2 separate regions of the Oryctolagus cuniculus genome follow, and region 2 is linked to region 1. Evidence: chromatin contacts called from public Micro-C data. All regions are on one chromosome and are shown on one strand. The core of a region is the stretch at or near the end of the contact, and the rest is flanking DNA. Distances in the headings are between cores, read along the strand shown.

Region 1 (3,167 bases), core at 309-2,808:
AAGGGTACTACTCAAAGTCCTCGACACAGGCCAAAGAACGAGGACCGCAAAGCCAGAGTATCGGGGTTCAGATTACGGCTATGCCATTTGCTTAGCTGTCTGACACTGGACAGATTATTCTCATGCCTTTCTTTGTCTCTGAGACAGCAGGACAATGCAGTATGGCATAGCGTTGCTGTAAGGGCTAAGGTTACTAACCTTAATAGCACATGTAGAACAAGTGGACGGTGTGTGGGCAGCACATGGGCAAATGCCCAGTGGGTCTTGTTTATGATCTTGGACCATATGTCTTCTCCAGCCTCACCATACTCTATGAAAGGAAGTTCTGACTACTTTCAGATCCAGGAAGGGCACCTTTCACATCCCGGTGCTGGTCTTGTCTCTGCCTGAAATGCCTAAGTGCCTCTTTCCCCCACCTCCCTGCACCTGTCAGCTCAGTTTCCCATAATGTCCCAGGTTGACTTGTGCCCTCACTCCAGTACTGATCAGGCGACTGCTATGTACCTGGGTGGAAGAGTCAAGTATCCTGACTCCCCCGTAGGTGCCATGCAAATCTATGGCATTTCTTCCCATCTACACCTGTCTGCTGCTTTCTGCACAGGCCCATGCTACCCGTTTGCACCTCTGTTTCTCCCCTGAGCCCTTCATCGCTACATGCCGTGGATCCGAGAGCAGCTTCTGGCACATAATGTACACTCGATAAATGTGTTGACTGGACACACGAGTCTGTCTTGGCCACTGCGTGGGACCAGGGACTGTTTCCTTAACGGTGACAGGCAGGGTAAGACCTGCCTCTCCTAGCCCTGCAAGGTTGCCTGGCGCACCGCCTCAGCACTCTCTGCGGTACCCCCTTTCCCCGCAGTACCGGGAAGCAGCGCTGGCCCGGGCGGCTCACGCCCGGGGGCCCGCGTAGACACGGCAGCGTCCTCCGGCCCCTGCCCGCCCGCTGCCCCCCAACTCACGCTGCGCGCTGCAGTTGCCTCAGCAAGTGCGCGACCCGGGCCCGGGCGGCGGCCATGGCTGCGCGGTCTTCCTCGCAGGTCCCAGCTCCACCTCCCGCCGTCGGCCAATCCAAGCCTCCGCCCTCCTCCCACCCCCTCTGCAAGGTCACCAGCCCCAGCTTTAACCCGCAGTGGCTCAGGACCACCCTCCCGCGAGTCCGAACCGGAACCACTGTCCCCAGCTGCACCTCGCCGCCTACCTCTGAAACTGCGCTGGCAGGTAACCGCTCCGCCGGTCTTGGGCACTGCTGGTCTCCCTGGACTCCAAACCCCTCACCTCCCACTTGTTGGGGCCGCGGGAAGGCCAGGAAGGGTATTTTCCCACTCACAGGCTTTTAAATTATCAAGACACTGCATTCAAACGTTCTAACTGTAAACAAGGATCTGACAAAAGCCAGAGGGACCTTTTGTCACAGGGCCCACTGTTTGAATCAAGGCCTAATAACAAAAACCAAAAAAAAAACTCCAGAAAAAAAAAGGGGGGGGGGAAGTCACCAGATTTTTAAACGCGCTGTGAAAGGCAAGTAGTTAAAACCTGCCATGACCCCACTGTACTCGGGGGTGGGAAGGCTTGGCAGTGCCCAATCAACTGAGTCTCAGTGGGAGTTAACTATCCAGTGCAAAGTATACAGACAGTAACAACTGCATGTTTGCACCTTCTGTAAATTATTACTATGGAGTGTGAATTAGTCTTTTCTTTCATAGCAATTCCTAAAAGTAACCTTACACCAATGAAGCAGAAAGAAAAGACAAAACGCCTCTTATCCATTGTCAGACCAAAAACAGTTGGATTGCTTCCAGCACTGTGGCAGAGTTCTCAGGAAATGTAGTATTTATCTTTACACACGGAGGAGCTGACCGAGATCAAGCTGGAAGAAACTGATGGGACAGGGAAGAGACCCAAGACAGCTTTCAACGTTTCACCTGCTAAACAACCCAGCCCAGGTCAGTGTAAGCACCGTTCCAATTAAGGATGACTCTGTGGGCCACTGGCTTCCCCAGTGGGAAAAAGCAGGGTAGATTCATAAACGTTGAGAAACATTGAAGTATTTTTCAATTAATGAGATTTGTTGGTATTTAAATTCTTGAGTTACAGCAATGTTTTCAGTGCTGTAAAGCATGAAATGTTTCTTAAAGCAGCTACCAATTGTACTACATTATTAATATTGAATTTGATTCCAAAAGAAGTTATTTTTCTAATAAAAGTGGCTTTGCTGAAACCATTATAATTTAACTGCTTTGTGTTTTCAGAAAGTGAAAACACTAGGAATGCAGGTTGCTGGCCTTATACATTTACCACAATAGTCAAAAAAAGTTAAAGTCAACACTGGATACAGTTACACTTTATTAAATAACCATTACATCTGTTTCTTGTAAACCCAGTTCTGAAAATATCTGTAACCTCCCCCACTGCTGATAAATCTACATACTTGTTATAAAAATAATGCAGAAATGTATAAATCAATCTGTTAAGGTTGGGAAGTGTGGCCGGCTCTCCCTCACCCCATATCCAAAGTTAAAAAGATGACTCTGTCAGAACTCATTCCCAGTTTTCATCAACACATTGTTTCCCTAATTCTTAACGTCCTCTGGCACATCCTTAATCTCCAGCCAATCTCAGGTGTGGGGAAAACATCAACCCGGTAGAACTGACAACTTACAGGCTCTCGAGGGGAGGGCAATCCCGTCCCGTCAGCCTCAAGCTCTCGGAAGGCAGCAGCCGCCTCCCCCGCCCCCGCCTATGGTCCCTGGATGTTAACATTTGGCACGTGCAGGTCTTGGTTTACAGTTCGGGTCCCAGGGTGAAACTGCTACTTCCGCCTCTTTCCTCCTGGGCGCTGTCCCCCTCCTCCCCCTCCTCGCCTCTTGCCGCCCAAGCCCGGCGGCCCGGAATTCATCTTGCTTCCCGAGCCCCCTTTCCGCTTCCCCCCGTGGCTGCGCGGGCCCCCTTTCCGCTGGCCCCCAGACCCCTGCCGGCCTCCCTTTCTCTTGCCCTTCTGGCTCATCTTCCTCTTCTTGGCGGCCTCCTCTTGGTCCTCCTCCCTCATCTGCTTATTGGTGGCCTTGGTCACATCCAGCTTGGGCTTCTTGCTGTTCATGACCCGAAGCAGCTCCAGCTGGTTCTTTTTCTCAGCCGAAAAGTCCCCGAAAAGGGGTTGGAACTTC
Region 2 (3,605 bases), core at 312-2,811, 180 kb before region 1:
AAAAAATAGGAAATGTCTGATTCCAAGTGACTTTCGAAATCTAGTGAAACTTGGAAACTAATTTCCAATCTATTTTTTTTTAAGTTATTTTTTTGAAAGGCAGAGTTAGAGAGAGGCAGAGGCAGAGGCAGAAAAAGCCAGAGAGGTCTTCCATCTGCTGGTTCACTCTCCAAATGGCCCCAACGGGAGCTGGCCTGATAGGAAGCCAGGAGCCAGGAGCTTCTTCTGGGTCTCCCACACGGGTGCAGAGGCCCAAGGACCTGGGCCAACTTCTACTGCCTTCCCAGGCCATAGCAGGGAGCCGGATTGGAAATGGAGCAGCTGGGACTCCAACTGGCGCCCATATGGGATGCCAGCACTGCAGGCAGAGTCTTTAATCGCTAAGCCCCAGCACTGGCCCTCAAATCTTTTTTTTTTTTTTTTTAAAGTGGACCAGCAATTCAGCATGATTTGGAATAAAAAGCTGCTTAACCTTCCCATAATCTATACCTTGAGAAAAAGGAACTCTAAAAACGCAAATGTATTTAAGTTTTGACAGTAGTGCTTGTAACCACCTCTTAATTCAGATTTGCACCTGCATTTCTGATTTGCAAAAGATGATGCGTAGAATTTCAAAATAGCAAATGTCAGTTTGGTACAATATTAACACGCGGTTCAGTGCTCTATCCAGTAGAGCATGCTGTCTTGCAAATTTGAATCCTTAACCGTGTCTAATCGTTAGTGCAGTTAACCTACTTTCCTGCTAGGCGAACTGCGCAGTTCCTAGTTACTAGACTTGGAGCCTCTAGTGGCTCCAACTGCTGGAAGCTCCCGCGGTGCGGTACCGCACGTCCCACCCCCGCTTCTCCTGTGAGGGCGGAAGGTCAACGTCTCGGGCTGTCCATCGTACTTATTCATCTGGACCAAGTTCCCAGACCACCTCTGTTCTGTCTTCTCGCATTATTCTCCCGGACCAAGCTCCCCCACCCCGCACATCAGTTCTATCCCTTAAGGTGGGGCGCTGCATTAAGTACTTTGAGAACGTAATGCACACACGCATCATTTCCTTTTACCGCTGTACACACGTCTCCGCCTAAAATCTTTTCCACTTGTCACACTTCTGTTCCTTCTTGAGGAAAAATGAGGTGATATTCAGTTCCCTGCCACAGAATCTTCGCCACTCTCCTAGCTAGGATGTCTTCTGGGTAAAAATAGCTCCCGTTTTTGCTTAAAAAAATAACCGCCGCGAAAATGTTATGATTAAATTTGTGTCACATCCGACGACCGCGCCTAATTACGAAGGCGGGATACATCCAAACAGCCAGGACCTACTGCCCAGAAAGGCTGCAGAGACGTTCTTCGGCCAGGCGGCAGGACCGCCCTTCCCCAGGGACACCATCCGCTCACCCGGGGAAATTGAGGGCGGCGGCTTCTGCGGCCGCCGCTTCCGGATCCGCCCCTCAAGCTCAGGAACTCGGCTTCCCTGCAGGCCGCGCGCGGCCAGGGCGCTCCGCCCCCTCGCGGTGCGGCTCTCCGCGCGCTCCGGGTCCCGGCACAGCTCGGCCCGCGAGCCCCGCCTACGGCCCCACCCCCTAGTTCCCCGCTCCTTCGCCGTCTCCCGCGAGTTCCAGTCCTGGCTTCCAGCTCCCCAGCCCCGCCCTCAGCAGCGCGCGCTCTCCCCGCCCCGCCCTGGCCCCCCGCGTGCGGGCGCCACAGCCAATAAGGTTCCGGGCCGCGTGCGCAGATTCAAACGGCGGCTCTTGAGGGAGGCTGGGCGCGAGATTCGGCGGTGCGGACAAAACCCTGCAGGAGGCTGCGAGCCCTGCACAGCTGCTCGCTGCGGGGAGAGGGCGGGGGTCGGCGCCCGCGGCGGAGCTGCGCTGGGACCTCAGCCGGGAGGCTCAGAGGCGGCCGAAGAAGCTGGCGAGGGGCGGGAGCGTGCCTCCTGACATGTTGGGGGCATCCCTGACCGGGCCGGGCCGGGGCTAGGACACAGCGCTGCGGGCCGGGGGCGGGTCGCGGTCCGCCCCTCAGTCCCTCCGTCCTGCCCTGCCTGGGACTTGGCGTTCCGCTCTCGGCCGCCTCTGGGAGGGAGCGAGGGAAGCCGCTGGGAGAGTCGGGGAGAAGGAGCATTCGCCTGAGGCTGGAGGAGGCTGACTTGCGTCCCCGCCCAGCCCGCGCCTATGCGGTACTTGAAGGATGGCGAAGAGGTCGCGCAGGTGGGTGACATCCCTTTCACCCGGGCCTGTCAGCGCCAACTCTGGCCGGGGTCTCGTTCGTTTCCCGCTGCCCCCCGCACCCAGCTCTCCCCCAGGCAGGGCAGAGGGTTTCCAAGTCGCTGCCCTACAGCCTCTCGGCCCCACGGGGTCGAGCGCAGGGCAGAGTGGGGGACCAGTGTGTGTGACGGCGTCCCCACGGCGCACGTCCCACCTCTCAGCCCTCCCAGCCACTCTTGGAGGGAGGTTTCTTGCCAGGTAAGTGTGTGCGCTTTGAGGGAAGATGCTACCCGGATACAAGTGATCGTGCCCATCCTGGATGCCTCGAAACGGAGTTTAGAGTTCGCTTCCGATCGACTGCACTGTCGAAATAGGAGCTCCCCGACAAACCTGGGCGGCAGCCCCTCTGCCAACTCTGCTCTCTTGAAAGGTTATGGAAAATCCCCTTTTGGGTAGCTGAGGAGGACCTTTGTGTGATGCTTTCTCTAATTACAATGCCCATGTTCATGTATATGTATTTTACATCTTCTGGGAAGATAACACACCGTGGCTACCACCAGCTTGCTCTTAAAACACTGTTTGAGTCACTTGACATTTTGGGCGTCCTTCGTTAACTCTGTATCTAAGTGTGGCACAGAGGTGTTGCACATATTTTGTTGGAAAATGTGTAGAATGAATCATTTTTTTGTGTGTCGCTACAGTAGCTACTCATCAATTATGTGGAGTAATCGCTTCGATGACGAAAATCTGGGATGTGTTTTAAATCTTCAGTAGTATTAAATAAACCTGAAAAGATGTTGGGCAGAATTTCCAAAAGTTTTTTTTGATTTAGATCCACAGCTTCAAAGTCTGAACTAGAGGCGTATTTCCCAAGTTGAAATTTAGTACTGGGAGTACTACATTGCAGACCTCGGTTAAAAATTGGCAATATCTACATATAATATCCTATGTTTATTTTGGTTATTAAGCGTCAGTTGTGTAAGAGGCTTCTCCGGGAATCAGGCTAAAATATAGCTTATTTTATAGCAACTGTATTATGGACAAACCATGGAGGTGGAACAAATGTATACACTTGCATATTCCCTTTCTTCAAAAGAGTTCAACTGAAGCACTGTGGGCATTTTGGATTAGATAATACTTTGGTGGAGGGGTGATGTTGCCAGGTGTCTTTTGGGTGGGCAGTATCACCTAGATGAGAACCTAGAACCTCAAGAACCCAAGTAACTTCAGAAAAATAGTTATTAAAAGCTCGTGTAATCAAGATTGCTGAAGTACTGGCTTAGGGGTTTCTTATGAAATTCTAAGTATAAATAATTGAAAAATAACTTTATGAAGCAAAATGACAAGTGTATGTCAACTTAATAAGTTATTATGTGTAAAATGTAGCATTTTTACTTACAAGTTTAATCT

Evidence for each region. A called contact is a pair of places that touch in the nucleus more often than the background predicts.
Region 2: a Micro-C map of ear pinna shows a contact between it and region 1, with 8 times the contacts expected there. The contact joins the promoter of MYBL1 here to the promoter of ADHFE1 in region 1. A contact is called at or near these places in 5 of 6 Hi-C or Micro-C datasets (ear pinna, embryonic fibroblasts, psoas muscle and 2 more).

Annotation. Positions count from the first base shown.
Region 1 is chr6:92,092,472-92,095,638 of mOryCun1.1, reverse strand. ADHFE1 (alcohol dehydrogenase iron containing 1) reads right to left here and starts at 1,558. Exons shown (of 15, transcript XM_070075107.1): 1 at 1,497-1,558; 2 at 1,202-1,385. It overlaps RRS1 (ribosome biogenesis regulator 1 homolog), which reads right to left. Exons shown (of 1, transcript XM_002710447.5): 1 at 2,317-3,167. The coding sequence ends at 2,813. LOC103348037 (a long non-coding RNA gene) reads left to right here and starts at 1,093. Exons shown (of 6, transcript XR_011389115.1): 1 at 1,093-1,221; 2 at 1,707-1,946.
Region 2 is chr6:92,273,435-92,277,039 of mOryCun1.1, reverse strand. MYBL1 (MYB proto-oncogene like 1) reads left to right here and starts at 1,561. Exons shown (of 16, transcript XM_051844529.2): 1 at 1,561-2,198. The coding sequence starts at 2,179.